Regions from separate parts of the Zea mays genome. Here region 2 is linked to region 1. Evidence: chromatin contacts called from public Hi-C data. All regions are on one chromosome and are shown on one strand. The core of a region is the stretch at or near the end of the contact, and the rest is flanking DNA. Distances in the headings are between cores, read along the strand shown.

Region 1 (7,584 bases), core at 2,969-5,468:
GAAGGGATGCTAAAGTGGTAAAATGTACAAAAGATGGCACTGCTGAGAAATTCACAGCTAAGAAACCAGTGCATGTTAGTTGAAATTCAATGCTATTTGTCCAATCACACAAGCAATATAAATAGACAAAAGCAAGATATCCTATTAGAGAACACTTACATGAATAACGAGCACTGGGCATTTGACCTTTTTTATTTTCTTGACATTCTGCAGAAATAATTTTGGCTAGACATTAGTAAAGGGTAACCCTAAGCATAAGAGCTGCAGACTGCAAAAGAGAATCAGTTTGAGTTATTTACTTTGTAAATGTCAAAGCAGAAAGTAAAGTTCACATGGCAAACCACACGGAGGCCTGACAGTATAGCGCTGTGGAGAACCACCCCACGCAATCTAGGCAAACGAGAGGCTAAATGTAATGTTGGTCCACTGCCGACAGATTGTCCGTACAAGATAATGTCTTCCTGGCTGATCCCATACTCAGTTTCTAAGCATTGGTACACTGCTTCAATGTCTGCATATGTATTCTCTTCACTTGGCTGCATACAAATAACAAACATAAGGTCCAGCCCTCCGAAATGTAATCCTCTAGAAAGGATGCAAGTGTATGATAACTGCAAATACCAGGAACCTGGCAGCAATACGAACTGAACACGGAATCTGACTTAGCTCAAATGAGCATATAGCAATATATCAGCCAATCCAGTATCCAAAACATAATTTGAAATTTAAGATGAATAAAGTTTCATAAGTCAGGAATTATTACTGTACTGACTACATGGAGTTTTAAAATACAAAACAGGAAAAACAAAAGAAAACGAGTAAAGTTTGCTTATTTAGTTCTGAAATTTCAGGAATGACGTAAGATTAGGTCAGAACATAAAAACCTTGATTCAACTTTATGACATATAAACAATATCACGAAATTTTGCTTAAAAAAACTTTTTTGCATTGAATTGGGAATGACATGTTGGGTCCACATTCCATTGAAACAACCTGCATATCATGCCACAGCAGTGAGATGGATAGTTTGGACATCCATGAAGCCTGCAGGTGGACCTGAATGGAATAAACTGCTCATGCATGTAGTTTTGCAAAAGCTGATTCTTAAAACTGTAGTATGACACTTTTAAAATGGCATGCATGGCTGAAAAGAAAAAGGTTCGAATCTAAAAATATGCTGATCATTGCTATCTCTGAACAACCTTTGAAGATGCATTGGCCATGCTGTGCCAGTAATGCACCAGTCAGGCATGGGCCAAAAAGCATCTTCTCATGTAGGTATATAAACTATGTTCCTGTAACGTAAAACTAAAACCACATTTCTTGAGCATAGCACGTTGAATCTTGAGACTAAATGCAAAATTGCAAGATCTGTAGCTAGGCAGATTAGATAACTATTTATCTGTGTCAGTTTTTTTTTTCTTTTTGCAAAGGTATATGTGTTAGTTCTGAAAGGCCAATAAGATCTAAGAGAAGTGTTTGGAACAGACAATCAGCGATTCACCACCACTTCTAATTTTCAACTCATCAGCATTATGTCCATCGTCCTTCCATTCAGAGGGTACAGCAGCATTTCAGTGATGAGTTCTCCTGTTGGCTCCTAGAGGGCGCCAGGAGTTTGGGTCAGCTTGGTCTCCCTAGTTCCATGAGTAATATCGGATCTAATCCTTTTACTCATCTGTAACCTTTTTGTTTTTCCTTTTCTTTTGTTTCTTTTTCTGTTTTGGCTATGGATGTAAGTCCTGTTTCTCTCTCTCTAATATAAAGATGTGCAGCTCCTGCGTGTTCTAGAAAAAAAAACATTATGTCCATGGTGCTACATAGTTCATACTTGAAAAAAAGAGTTCTTCCTTACCTTGCCAGTAGATGCACCATAGCCAGAATAGTCATATCTGCGATCACAGAAGAAGACAGTCAATCACGTCAGCGTGTTCTACATAACATTATAACTTACCTTAAGAGCAGACCGATGAAACCGAAAACACCACATCATCTTAGTGAAACAAAAATGACGCAATTATTCAAAGAATGAAGACACAGTCAACTTTGGCCCACTGATATAGTGACATGCAGTATATCGACAACAGAAAAGGTTAAATTTAACGTTTTTCCTTGACGACCATTCATACCAGTAACGCATATGCAGCCATATAAACTGAATCTTCTATTGATACCACGTTCTACATTTGGAACAAGAAACGGCAGAACTGAAGCACACGTCATAATCCATTCTCGGAACTTTTAAAAGTTCTGCACTCACTGAAAACCGCCGCGGAAAAACTAGAATAACCACATCCATATCCCCAATTCTAGTAACGGAGTGCTTCCGCCGCCCTCCACATGCAAAACGGAACTGATCTATGCAATGCAGCGTCAGTAATTCGCACAAAAATTGTCACTAAAGGTAAGTGTATCTTCTCCAGTAGCCCCGACCAGCCCCCCCCCCCCCCCCAATTCATACCAGTAACGCATACGCAGCCATATAAACTGAATCTTCTTTGATACCACGTTCTACATTCGGAACAAGAAACGGCAGAACTGAAGCACACGTCATAATCCATTCTCGGAACTTTTAAAAGTTCTGCACTCACTGAAAACCGCCGCGGAAAAACTAGAATAACCGCGTCCATATCCCCAATTCTAGTAACGGAGTGCTTTCACCGCCCTACACATGCAAAACGGAACTGATCTATGCAATGCAGCGTCAGTAATTCGCACAAAAATTGTCACTAAAGGTAAGTGATCTTCTCCAGTAGCCCCGACCAGCGCCCCCCCTCCCGCGCGGCTAAAATCCAGCAAATAGAAAACAATGGCATGTCCGGGCAGAGCATCCTATATAGGACAGGTATTACTACTGAAGTACACTTACCTAAACAGATCATGGAACATAGCATTTGATAGATAGAAACTAAGGAACAGCATAATAAATGCACCTAGTACAACAAACACTGGGGCTAGTTTGGCAACTCCATTTTCAAGGAATTCTCATTTTCCCATGGTAAAATGGAAATCCATTGAAAAAATAAGGTTGCTAAACTAGCCCTGAAAGGTAAGAATTGCAAGATCACAGAGATGGGCAGGAAGCATAGTGCACTACTAACCCCATCAGGTTGATCTTGAGATTGACCTTGAGCTGCACAAAGAGGTCGTACAGCTGGCCGAGGTCGGCAGCGTTGCCGTGCGAGTAGAGCAGGGTGAGGCGCGCGCAGGGGTTCCGGAAGTAGAAGGCCACCACCTTGTTCCCCCTGCTGGTGTCGACGAGCAGGACGTCCATGGCGTTGTCCCGCGGCACGCCGGAGGCGACGAGGCGGCCCGTGGCCTCGTCCTTCCGGACGGCGTACGTCGCCGGCTCCGGCGGGAAGAAGGCGAACCGCGCCGCGAGACTGGACACCGAGCACCCCGACGGCATCGGAGGCAGCGCTCACTCATCGACAGGCGGCAATGCGGGCTGCTCGGAAGAGGACGCCCTCTCCTATCCTCTCCCCTCCCCTCCGCCCTGCGGCTGCTGCTTTCTTGGCTCAGATGGATGGAGCTAGGTTCCCAACGATCAAATAGATAGGTGGCAGAGGCGTTTTGGGATTTTGTGCAGTCACAACGGATTTGCGGCACCTTCACTTGGTTGTTTCCAGGGATCGAATCGGCTCCAAGGACCAAACTTTGGGTGAAAATCTCTCGGGGAGTAGAGCACAAAAAGGTCAGGTTCTTGAATCCTGCTGCCTGGCTGGATCTCTGCAACGGGCTCTCGCAAGAAACGGACAAACCTTTCCCCCTCCTCCTCCTCCTGCTCCTTGCGAGAAAGAAATCCGCCCTAATAATAAAAAAACAAAGAAACCAGCTCACTCCACCGGGCAGCTGATCGGCGCCATCTCTGAAATCTCAACAGGGAGAAGGCGATCGAGGAACATAAAAAAGGAATGGATTTATGATGTACCAGTCGTACAGGGGGAGGGGTTTGGGAGGGTTTAGTGCAGCAGTTACCAGTGTGGAAAAAAGACGAGCAAGCGACGAGGAGAGCGGAGCAGTAGCAGGACCAGGAGGAGCAACCGCTGCACAGCACAGCACAGCACAGCACTAGCCGACTAGCGAGCGCTCGCCCTGCTCTGCTCAGCAGCCTTCAGCCACGCACGCTGCTCGCTGCCATTTATTACTCACTGACAGACAGACACACGCTCAGAGACAGAGAAAGGGAGAGGAGAGAGGTTTTGGGAGGAGGAAGAGACGCTGTGCTGCTGTTGTGTGCGTGCGTGCGGGTGCGGCAGCAGGGGTATGTGGGGAGGGGAGATGAAGATGGAACAGGGCAGCGGAAAGTGCAGGGGATCCCCACGCCTTTGCAAAAAAGGAACGGGAGAGGCTTTGCAGCGTGGCGGTGTTCAGCCGCCGCTACGGTGCCGCGTGTGCCTCCGCCGATCCAGAAACTGAGCACCGTCTGATCGTCTTATCAGACGGCCCGGATGAGGCCAAAAGTTTTGCAGAATGAAGTGTTTGTTGGGTGTGTGATGTCACGTTCTTGGAATTTTTTGTGATGAACCGTGTGTTGGTTTCGTAGATATTTGTTGCGGGACGTTTATACAGAACAAATCTGATGAAAAGGTTGTAATAACTGTTGTTTTTTCAAGTTCAGTTTGTTAGGAGCATCTCCAACAATACTTCAAACTAATGTCTTAAATTGAAATATATGACTTTCCATTAGAAAAATTACTCCAACAGTGTCTTATTTTGTAAAATTTTATCAAAAACATATAGGGCACTATATTAAATGCATCAGATATACTAAAATCTAGTGGACTATTATATAATCTAGAATTAAGACTTTACTGTTGAAGCAGAAAATTTTATCGATGCACTAAACCATATAAAATATACTTATTTTTGAATTATAGAGTATTTTTATATGACACGTTGTTGTAGCCGTTCAATTCTCCAGCCAAATTTTGGTGGTGTTTCGTCGAGAAGTGCTAGCCGCTAGCGTGTGTTTCTGAGTTGATGGTTGCCAGTTTCCTATGACGATAGCAGATTTATTTATATTACTAAAGGCTCTTTTTAATTGTGATGGAACTTTTAAAAAATAGTTGTGCTGACTAGTTATAGATATTATAAAAGCTAAAAGATATTTGTTAGACAGTTATGGCTTTTTAGAGAGAAAAAAATACTGTCAGTTTCTCTTAGAGATAGACGACCCTATCTGCCAATCTCGTCATCTTCTTCTACTACGTGAGTGCCCTTGTGTTGCGACGGTATACAGATTATTCTATAAATGTTAGTGCACAACAATTACATGAAAACAAACAACATATATATATCAACACCAATATCTAACATATGAGGAGTGGACATGTCAGTCAGTAATAGCAAGTGATTGTTCCCCAGAAGCCGTGAAAGGTGAGATTAGGAAGATGGGATATTGGGGAACTAATCTTCTATTTCTTAATTGCCAAATGTTCGAATACAAGAGATAAATAGGCATTATGCCTTCTAACAAACATAGATGGAAAATCTCCTTAAATTGAGACAGTGGTTTCTGGCTGCGCTGCGGTGACTCGGTTTCCATCGATGATTTGTTGCAACTCAATGTTCAGCACCTTGAGACAGTGGTTTCTGGCTGCGGTGACTCAGTCTCCATCGATGATTTGTTGCAACTCAATGTTCAGCACCAGATTAAATTGACTTTCGCTAACATCGTTCCTATAAATTAGACACAAATCAGCTTGATGCTATAACAAAACAGAGAAAATAGAAGTGGCCAAATCAAAAGAAGAGAGAGTATAACCATTCAGTTTAGAATCACATGAAATTATCTCATACAAGGGAATCCTCGTCAAGGTTTTGCTCTTTCTCACACAACATTGAATTATCTCAAACTCATAGCAGGGTACTTTATTCACCTCATAACCATTAGCGTACTTTTTTGGTTCTCGCAACAAATCTTGACTTCATTATCTATTAAAAACAGAGAGATGTACGTAGCCACCAAGTCATGCGACCCTAAACCCAGATCGAAGCTACTCTACTCGTTACTGGAAATCCATAAGCTACCAACAATGTATTTGTCTCGGGATGAGGCAAAAATGCCATGCCACATCGGGGTCATATACAGATAAGATGTAGTTAGTGTTCATCCAAAAAATAAACTGCATGGTGAAATGACTCCATCATACTAAAGAGGCAAGCCACACTGGCTCCAAGGTGGTAGAGATTCCAAAACACTTTTCCATTTCATAAAGTTATAAGCATATATAATAGTGTGTACAAATGCATGCAACTGATACTACAAGCACCAAGTTAATGACCAGGCTGGCAATTGTAATGTTAAGGGATAAACAAAATGTGAACTAAGCAGACAATGACACATAAACATGTGTCAACATAAGTTGAAACCGCACTCTGAACCTTCCAGATTTATGATTCCTCACCAAGTCAAAAAAAATACAATGAACAAATGAATTCACTAAATACTTTGGAAGTGGAAATGCAGATTGGCTGAGTAACTACCTCTCTTCCAATGATAGCAATGGAAGGGATTGTTAGAAGCCATGGCCCATCATTGAGCAGTGATGATTCCAAAGGTTTGGTGCATAGCAAAACTAATGTTGTCGCTACCATAAGCTGCAGCAAAGAATTAGAGCGATTAAGTTAAATCCTGATAGTGGCTCATCCGAGAACTGATAGTCTTAGTTTAGTTGTAAACAAGCCAGAAAATGGTGGGCAGCAGAGAGAAAGAAACCTTGTCGGCCACAGGATCAAGAAATGCACCAAAAGGTGTTCCTAGCTGCATCTTTATATAAACCAGATCATCATGAAACATAAAATGAGTTTAAAACACACTGGAACACAACCCAGTCTAGCATATAATTCAGAAAAATATTTTTTGGCATACCTTTCTAGCAATATAACCATCTAGCCAATCAGTGACTGCGACAACAAGGAAGAAGCCTGTTGTGGCCATAGCTGCCCATGGACCCTCCATGTAGAAAGTTGTTGGTAGTAGAAATGATAACAACATGTAAAAATAAGAGAAACAAACCAAAAATGCATCGTCAGTCCAATAAACATTATTAGATTGAACATAAGCATCAAACCAAAAAACTTGTAAGCAGGTATAAATATCAGCGCCCAGTAGAAACCAAAAGAAGTATATTGTGCCTGAAGCAATAGTGCATGGTTCTTAATCCTGCTACATAGGAGCAGAAGAAAAGACAAAGTTGTCCAAGAAGGTTCGTGGTCAAGTCCAACTGCATGAAAATTAAGTTGTTGGGCCTTTTGAGAAAAACAAACAATTCACACTCCGGTAAGCAAACAACTAATCTTTCTTTACTTTATATAGATGATAAGATTTTGCCATTTTTTCAAGATGCTTGAACAGGCTAGAGGTCTATTCGGTCTTCCATTCTTCATGGAGATCTTCTCAGTGGCTGCTGGGGAAATTTGGAAGGAAAGAAATGGCAAAATCTTTAAAGGGCAAGACCTTGCGTTCACCTTCTAGAGAGGGAATTTCGTGGGCCCTGAAACTTAACTTGCTTAGAACTAATGTTGCAACTCCGGGCAATTCCTGGCTTGCTCACGAAATTCCCTAAGGCCTTAGTGTAG
Region 2 (7,584 bases), core at 3,750-6,249, 300 kb before region 1:
GACTAAAATGTTTTAGTCTCTATTCCCTCAAGTGGTGATTAAAAGAGACTAAATCATATTAATTCTATATTTTGCTTCTCATTTATTTCAGTTTCACTAATGATGGAAGAATGTTAAGGGGTATTTTAGTTTTCTTACAAGTCATTTAATTTGTTCCGAATACTTTTAGTCCCGACAACCAAACAGGATATAGACTAAACTTTAGACACTCGACTAAACTTTAGTCCCTATAGTAAAGGAACCAAATAGACCCTTAGTCTCGTTCATGTCATTCTTTACCCTTTAATAAAGATCAGTTACTTTCGCTTCTCGCTAGATCTTGTCTGTTAATTAACTGTTATAACCAAATTAGATATACGCACCTCGGCCAGTGACATTGGGAAACAACTGGTAGTATTTGACAGCCAGATCAATCCGACACTTTGGATCCGTTTGATTTCTCCAATGGAGTGTCCGGGACAAAAGGCTGTCCTTTTTGCCATTTCTTTAGTGCAATGTCACACGTATTGTTTATTGGATAAGATTATTCGAAGCCGATCACTTGCGTATATTTATTGGATAAGATTATATACATGCGCACACATGTGCTCTAGTTCCAATTACGTTTTGTTAAATGGTTGCGCTAAGCTCTATCCCCAAAGGTTCCAATCTGCAGCGGTAAGTGTTTCGCTAAAAGATTCGTTGCTATCGGTTTGTTGTCGTTGTAACAAAAGATGACATTTTTCGCAATTTAATTATTTCCAGTTAATAGTAATAGTGTAGTGCATCTTCTCTCTAGAAGATATAGAACATCCCTTTAGGGCTGAGGCTAGTATGGTGACCATAGATTACAAGAGGATCTATGGGAGAGAAATTCACATAGATCCTCTCGTGATTCCTGGTCATCAAATCAAACTTTATGGCTAGTTTGGTAACTCTATTTTTTCAAGTGATTTCTATTTTTCCAAGAGAAATTAGTTCATTTTTCTTAGGAAAAATAGAAATCTCTTAAAAAAAATAGACTTTCCAAACTAGACCTCAGGGGAAAAAATACCCTGTTTATTGGCCTTAACTGCTTGGTACACAGCGCACTGCTCAATGGGCCAAAGAGTAAGGCTAGAAATATCCGGCCCAATAATAATAGCCCGAAAACAAGAACCAACAGACAGTCACGGACGCACCTGAACAACCAGCCTTCAGGATGCAGCTCAGCCACCCTGTACAGGGTGCACCATGACTCGCTATATGCTATTATGCTCCTCCATCCAACACACAAATTACACAAGCATAGCAATGCTACTGAGTTCAACGGAAGAAAGCGGCACTATGTTCCAGCAGTTTATCTCCCCAATACAGGTCTTGCAAAGATGATCTTGACTCTGGTTTTGCAGCGCTAACGAGATCTTCTAAGCCAGGTAAAGCTTCCACCAGCTGATGTGGAGTCGGACGGATACCAAGTAACAGCTTCCCTTCGGCCCACCGTAGAAGATCCTTCTTCTATTCGTTCTCATCTATCCAGTCTCCATAGATCCTGCTGATCTTGTCAGGGCCCTTCCATTTCTGGATGGGCCTTTGCAGCTGTCCAGACCTCTGGCTGGCGATGGCCGAGCGCTGCGACTGGATGCCGAGATGGTACACGTCTGCATGAGGGGGCAACGCAGTGGACGCAGCAGCAGACTCTAGAGGAGCTTTAGCAGAGCCACCGGCTTGCTTCGAATCAGGAGTGGACAAGATGTCCCTGCCGTCGATGTCCACGAGGCCCCCTCCGTACTTGTGAAGTTCTGCAATTATAGCTAAAACATGTTAAGATTATTACTCAAACAAAGAGTTGCCCATGATCCAAGCACCAACCATCCACCTAGCTTCAATTCAGTATTATGCAAAGCATGAAACAGAAATGTGTTATGCAGGATAAAGGACTGCAAAAGCATATTAAATGTCCACAGCTAATTTAAGGCAGCACAGAATGAAAACTGCGACAGAGATACAATATGCCCATTAGCTGGCCCTGGAGCAGCACAAACACAAACCCTCAAAAAGGCAGGTAACTGGGTAAGTGATACCTTTTGTACTGACACCCAATACTTCACTGGCTGAACATAAATGAAAACTTGACACAAGGGCCAAAATTTATGAAATATTTACGAAAAATTGCATTACAACTTGCAGTACCACAATGCACCTTCCAGTATGTAGAAAGCTTTACCAGACCTTGTTTTGCTGCCACCGAACCCAACCCAGCATAATGTCCACAAATCCAAAAAGAAAAGGCAGATGGAACTACATTCTTATCAATGACACACCCTCAATCAGCAATCACAAACTTTGAAAATTGAAACCAACCAAACCCCAAAAGAATTATGTATATGCTACAATGTCTACACCTACCAGCATGGTTCACTCATAAACCATAAAATATTTTTGTAGCCTCTTGCTAGGCTGGGGTGGTGGTGTGTCCTGTGACTGATATGTGTCTATGTTGTGTATGTTTGGTGTGTGTGTGTGTGTGCTTTTTGTGAGTCTGGTGTGTTTTTTTTTTGTGTTGTGTTCTGATTGTCCCAGGCCTCAGGCCTTTTTTCCTCTACTTTAATATAATGATACGCAGCCCTACTGCGTATTCGAGAAAGAAAAAAATAAACCATAAACATCTCACAGCCCAAAAATATTCCTTCTAGGAATTCATCAGCGCATTGAGAATCATAGCATATACTTCCAACCATACATGATTGAAAAATAATTGACAAAACAGTAGTTCAAATCAGAGATACTGCTACAAAGTAACTACATAAACCAGCATGGTCTACTCCAGAAACCATAAAGATCTTGTAACCCCAACAGATCTTTTTTTCCTGGCAATTCATTATCATGTCAGAAATCAGCATAAACATCCACAACACGACACAAAATTAATTCAATGAAACAACATTTGAAATTAAGCAACCATTTATTGTCACTAATTATGAAACACGGTCAATAACCCAACCTATTAGACTTAATATCAAGGATAATAATTAAGGAGTGCAATGAACAATGTTTCTACCAAAAGTTCACTATAATAGAGTATCATGCACAAATTACTTAAAAGAAACACAAATCGCAAGTCCTAAATTGAAGTAGGAAGTATAACAAGTTGATGCACAGGGAAAAACTCTTGTACAATCAAGTTTCGCGTGCAATCGAACTACCAAAAGTCATAAAAAAGGAAAAAAAAATATATATCTACTTCATTATTTACTCTACCAATGCATCAAATGTAGCATGAAGGCCAAGACTTGCTATATGTTTAGCACTAGCCCTATCCCAATAACTCAACTCATCTAAAAACAAACTTTTAACTGAACTCAAGGAAGGTTTACATTTTTCAATCTGGTCTAGTCTTATGTGTGCCCATTGGGCATTGTACTTTGGTCCATTTTAGACCTTTTCTCTCTCTTAATATAATGATCTGCAGCTCTCCTGCGTGTTCGAGAGAAAAAATACATCAAATGTCAAGTTCTAATTCATCTTATGTTAAAAGATATAAAAGAGAAAATTCTATCATTTTATAATTCTTCATATTGGATAGAATTCTCAATTTCTCTTTTTTATACCTCTTAACATAAGATGGATTAAAACTTGATATTTGATATATTGGTAGAGCAAATAATGAAAAACATCTATATTTTTCCAAAAAAAAAAGACTTTTGGGAGTTCGCTTGGATAGCGATTGCACGCGAAAATTGATTGCACAGCAGTTTTTCCCAGTGCATCAACTTGTTATACTTCCTGCTTCAATTTAGGACTGGCTTTTGGTAGTTTGATTGCAAAGCGAGCTTGATTCCACAGAAGTTTTTACTGATTAATAAAGACGCATATGAACCTGAGACTCACCGGTAGAACCATGAGCAAAGTGGCATTTGCTCCCAAATGGGCAGTATCCAGTCATCTCCCACTTGTTACAGATCCTTGTCTTCCAGTTGGACGGCTTCTGCACCATCACTCCGTTGGCGGAGGCAGCATTGTATCCCCCACCACCAACGGTGGGCGAGAGACTGATGGCCACGCTCTCCCGTGCCTTAGACTGCTCATCATGCAGGAAGGTGCATGTGTCACCATAGGGGCAGCCCTCTTCAGTGTAGAACTTCTTGCAGTGACGGCCCTTGAATGCCCTGCCCCCCTGCGAGCCGCCACCACTGCCACCGCCGCCGTCTCCAGCTACAACACTTCCAGATGTCATGATGGGGATCTGGTGCTCCTCCCGCTGCTCCGTGGCCTCCTCGTGGGCGGCCACGATCTCCTGCCAGTTGGGCGGTGGCTTCCGGAGCTCCTCCATGCCATGCGCGAAGTTGCAGTTGGTGACGTAGGGACAGGTCCCGGCCCGGAACTTGCAGCAGAGCTTGGTCTTGAAGAACATCTTGCCAATGGCGCGCGACTTGCTCGTGCTGCCACCGCCGCCGCTATCGCTGCCGCCGCCCCCGCCGCGAGCCTTCTTGCCCGGCGGCGGCTGCTCGCTCCCCGCCCGCGACGAGGGGTTCCGGTCGCCGTAGCCTGGTTCGGCGCTCCACTGGCGGTAGTCGTCCTCGGTGGCCCAGATGCTGGCGTCGGCGCCCGCGGCCGACGCCGCGTTGGCCCAGGCGTCGGGGCCCGCGGCGTCCGGGATGATGTGGATGGCGTTGGTGTAGTCCATCGCCGCCGCTGTCCCCAAAGACACGAACTTTGGGGCCCAAACCCTACCTTCGATCCCGCGCGCACGCGCCGGAGAAGAGAGAACCTAATCGAACAGACCACCAATTCCGTTCAGTAGGACACCGCATCTAAGAAATCCGCAACCAAATAAGCTGGATAGGGAGGACGGGAGAGAGGGATTTGGGTATGGTTTGCTCACAGCGAAGGGAATCAATCCCCCCCAAGTCGCAGTCCCGCGTGTCGACGCACCCTACCCCGCCGCTGCGGGGCCGATGTCGGCCTAAGCGCCCGCTAGTCACCGCCCGTCTCACTCTCACCTGCTTGCGGCGTCTCCCGCCGTCGTCGAGGCACGACGGCGCCACTGAACTGAACCGGACGAGCAAGTCGCCACGGCATTTGGAGCTCCTCATTTCCCTGCGTTTGTTAGGGCTGGCGTGGGCCCATGGGCCTAACCAGCTAACCTGGACGGCAGGTTTGCGGCCCAGTAGCGCTAGAACAGAAGGAAAAGGAAGCTAGGAGAGACATTGAATTGTATGTATAGTTTGGTGGATTTTCTAGTGCAACTCATTTACAAATGATTTGAGTTGTGCGTGAAGTATATCCTCTCGTTTTTTGCGCAGCTTTCTGATTTGACTCAAGAAATTTATTCCAATGTAAACTGCCGTGCTATTTGTTGACACCATGAATTGAACTCAAAAATCTGGACACCATAACCGCGGAGACGATACTGCGCAAGCTTATCAGGATGACCGGAAACATAGATGAATCATCACTCGCCAGAATTCAGGCATGCAATTTCACAATCTTGTTCATGCACGCAGCATCATCCATACTTCCTCGGGTTCAAGAAAAAAGAATCTTTACCGATTTCATCTGTTATTTTTATCTGCGCCAAAAGAAGTATGGGTAGTATAACAGGCACACTTTTCAGGGAAGATGAGACGAAGCGACGAAACATTAGGGCAAACACTGTTCATAGATAATATTAGGGCCCCAGGCATATATAGCATTTCATACACCATTAAGAGCGCAAGCACATTAGGCAATTTAGAGAATGAGTAAATTATTGGAGATAACCTAAGATAGACCGATAGAAAGGTAAAATTGCTCCATGATCATTCACATTTTCTCAAGTCTCAGCAAATCGAGCCAAATCTTACCAGTTTCATCTATTTTTCCTAAGCAACACCCCTTTTCACAAAGATAAGATCGAAGAGGAAAGAAAGTTACAGCAATGGAAACATATGAGCAAGATGTTTGGCCATCTCAGCAACCACCAAGGCCAGCTGCAGCTTATAGACATACCTATAAGATGCCCTCCGCTTGCAACAGTAACAATAGTGCATCTGAAGACCAAAACAAGAACATCACTGCACCTTTTTAAAGGGATAAAAACACTAAACAGAGCACACAAGTAATGAAGGGTAAATAGGACCAAACCAACAGAGAAAGCTATAGCTTCTCAGCTTCCGAATAGGCAAATCAATACGTACACCTGGATTAATTAGACCATAGTCACACAAACTTTGTATTGCCTCTCACAAAAAGGGAACGATATCCATAAACAAGAAAATAATAAGATCAGTTTTCAAAGTGTCATAACACAACCAGCACTTTCAAAACCGCACCAGAAAACTGGCCGCCTTCCTTTGCATTACAGCACTCGGTCACCGCCTGTGTTCTAAGTCTTCTGTCCAAAGGCAATGAAAACTCATCAGTAGAAATTGCCAAAATACCCCGACAATTTCATAATAATCATGTCACATTAAGTAACCATAGTTGCCTTATAAAAGAGTATCAGACAAAATAAAAGGCTGGAGACAGCAAGAGCATCAGAAGTAGCAATCCATCAGCGGCTTTGAAGTGTGCAAACCATTATAAGCTGCAATAAAAATCAGAAAGTTGTCAGTAATAATAACATGCATAAGAGCAAACATAGCATAGAACAGACTAGTGCCATGCAAAATATAAGACAGAAATGAGAAAAGCATCAGTTTGTTATGACTATGACAAGTGTTCCCAGAGAGATCAGCTTGAAGTAACAGAAGGAACTAATTTGTATACTGCGCCCACACACATACCTCCTAAAAAAATACTCGGCCACTTTGTTATCTACTCTGCAACTCAAATAACAGAATATTTTCCAGTTTGAGCAGATCCAGGAAGATTTAGAGCCTGGTTTGCACAATCCTCAAGGACACGTTTTAATTCTGCTTTCGCCTTCTTCACAGAAGACTCTGTCGGGCCCTCGATAAACAGGTAAAGCTTGCGCTCATTTGCACCAACAATTTTTCCTTGAGGAATATATGTTCCCCTCGTAGTGATAGCAGCACCAGTCCAGTCCTGAATAGGGGCCAGTGTCTCTTTGTGAGTGATTCTCCAACGGGCATTCTGTGGGAAATCATTAATCTCAAGTTCAGCCTCATAGTGTTCTGGAACTGCATGGGCCTGTATCCTTGCCAGATTTTGTTGCAAGTTCATTGCAGCCTGAAGTGCCCGAGCAGTGGCCTCATCATTTTGTTGGTTTGATGCTGTGAGTAAAGGAATCAAGGGGGCTGTTGCAGATCCTGGTATTTGCTGATTTGCATTATTAGCAGCCTTGTTTGCAACCAAAGCAGCAGCTGCATGAGCATTGGCAATAGCTTGTGCTGCCAGATCACCTCCTGCCTTACGCACTCCCCCTTCATCATCAGAATCTGAATCTGACTTGTCCTCCTCATATCCATATTCCCTTGCCTGAGCCTTCTTCGCGGTCTTCCGTGCTTCATCCTCTTCCTCGTTAAACTTAAAACCACTACCACCATAGCCTGTGCCATGGGCCTGCTCAGTTCCCTGTTTCACCTTAGCCATAAATCTATCAGCCAGGGCTTTTAGGTCCTGTGGAACAGCCTGCTCAGAGAGCTCCAGAGCCTTAACAAGGTCTGTTGCATAGCGCTCATC

What was found. A called contact is a pair of places that touch in the nucleus more often than the background predicts.
Region 2: a contact with region 1 is called in a Hi-C map of bundle sheath, with 2.3 times the contacts expected there. The contact joins the promoter of LOC100193200 here to the promoter of LOC100191431 in region 1. A contact is called at or near these places in 2 of 25 Hi-C or Micro-C datasets (bundle sheath and ear).

The regions. Positions count from the first base shown.
Region 1 is chr10:78,414,904-78,422,487 of Zm-B73-REFERENCE-NAM-5.0, reverse strand. LOC100191431 reads right to left here and starts at 4,218. Exons shown (of 6, transcript NM_001136864.1): 1 at 3,979-4,218; 2 at 3,102-3,808; 3 at 1,856-1,892; 4 at 300-536; 5 at 160-207. The coding sequence starts at 3,409. LOC103641256 (a long non-coding RNA gene) reads right to left here and starts at 6,920. Exons shown (of 3, transcript XR_560200.3): 1 at 6,875-6,920; 2 at 6,722-6,772; 3 at 6,514-6,603.
Region 2 is chr10:78,717,707-78,725,290 of Zm-B73-REFERENCE-NAM-5.0, reverse strand. It overlaps LOC100193200, which reads right to left and starts at 4,999. Exons shown (of 2, transcript NM_001138354.1): 1 at 3,850-4,999; 2 at 1,269-1,760. The coding sequence starts at 4,645. The coding sequence ends at 1,477. It overlaps LOC100381523, which reads right to left. Exons shown (of 2, transcript NM_001174353.1): 1 at 6,726-7,584; 2 at 6,090-6,526. The coding sequence starts at 7,494. The coding sequence ends at 6,769.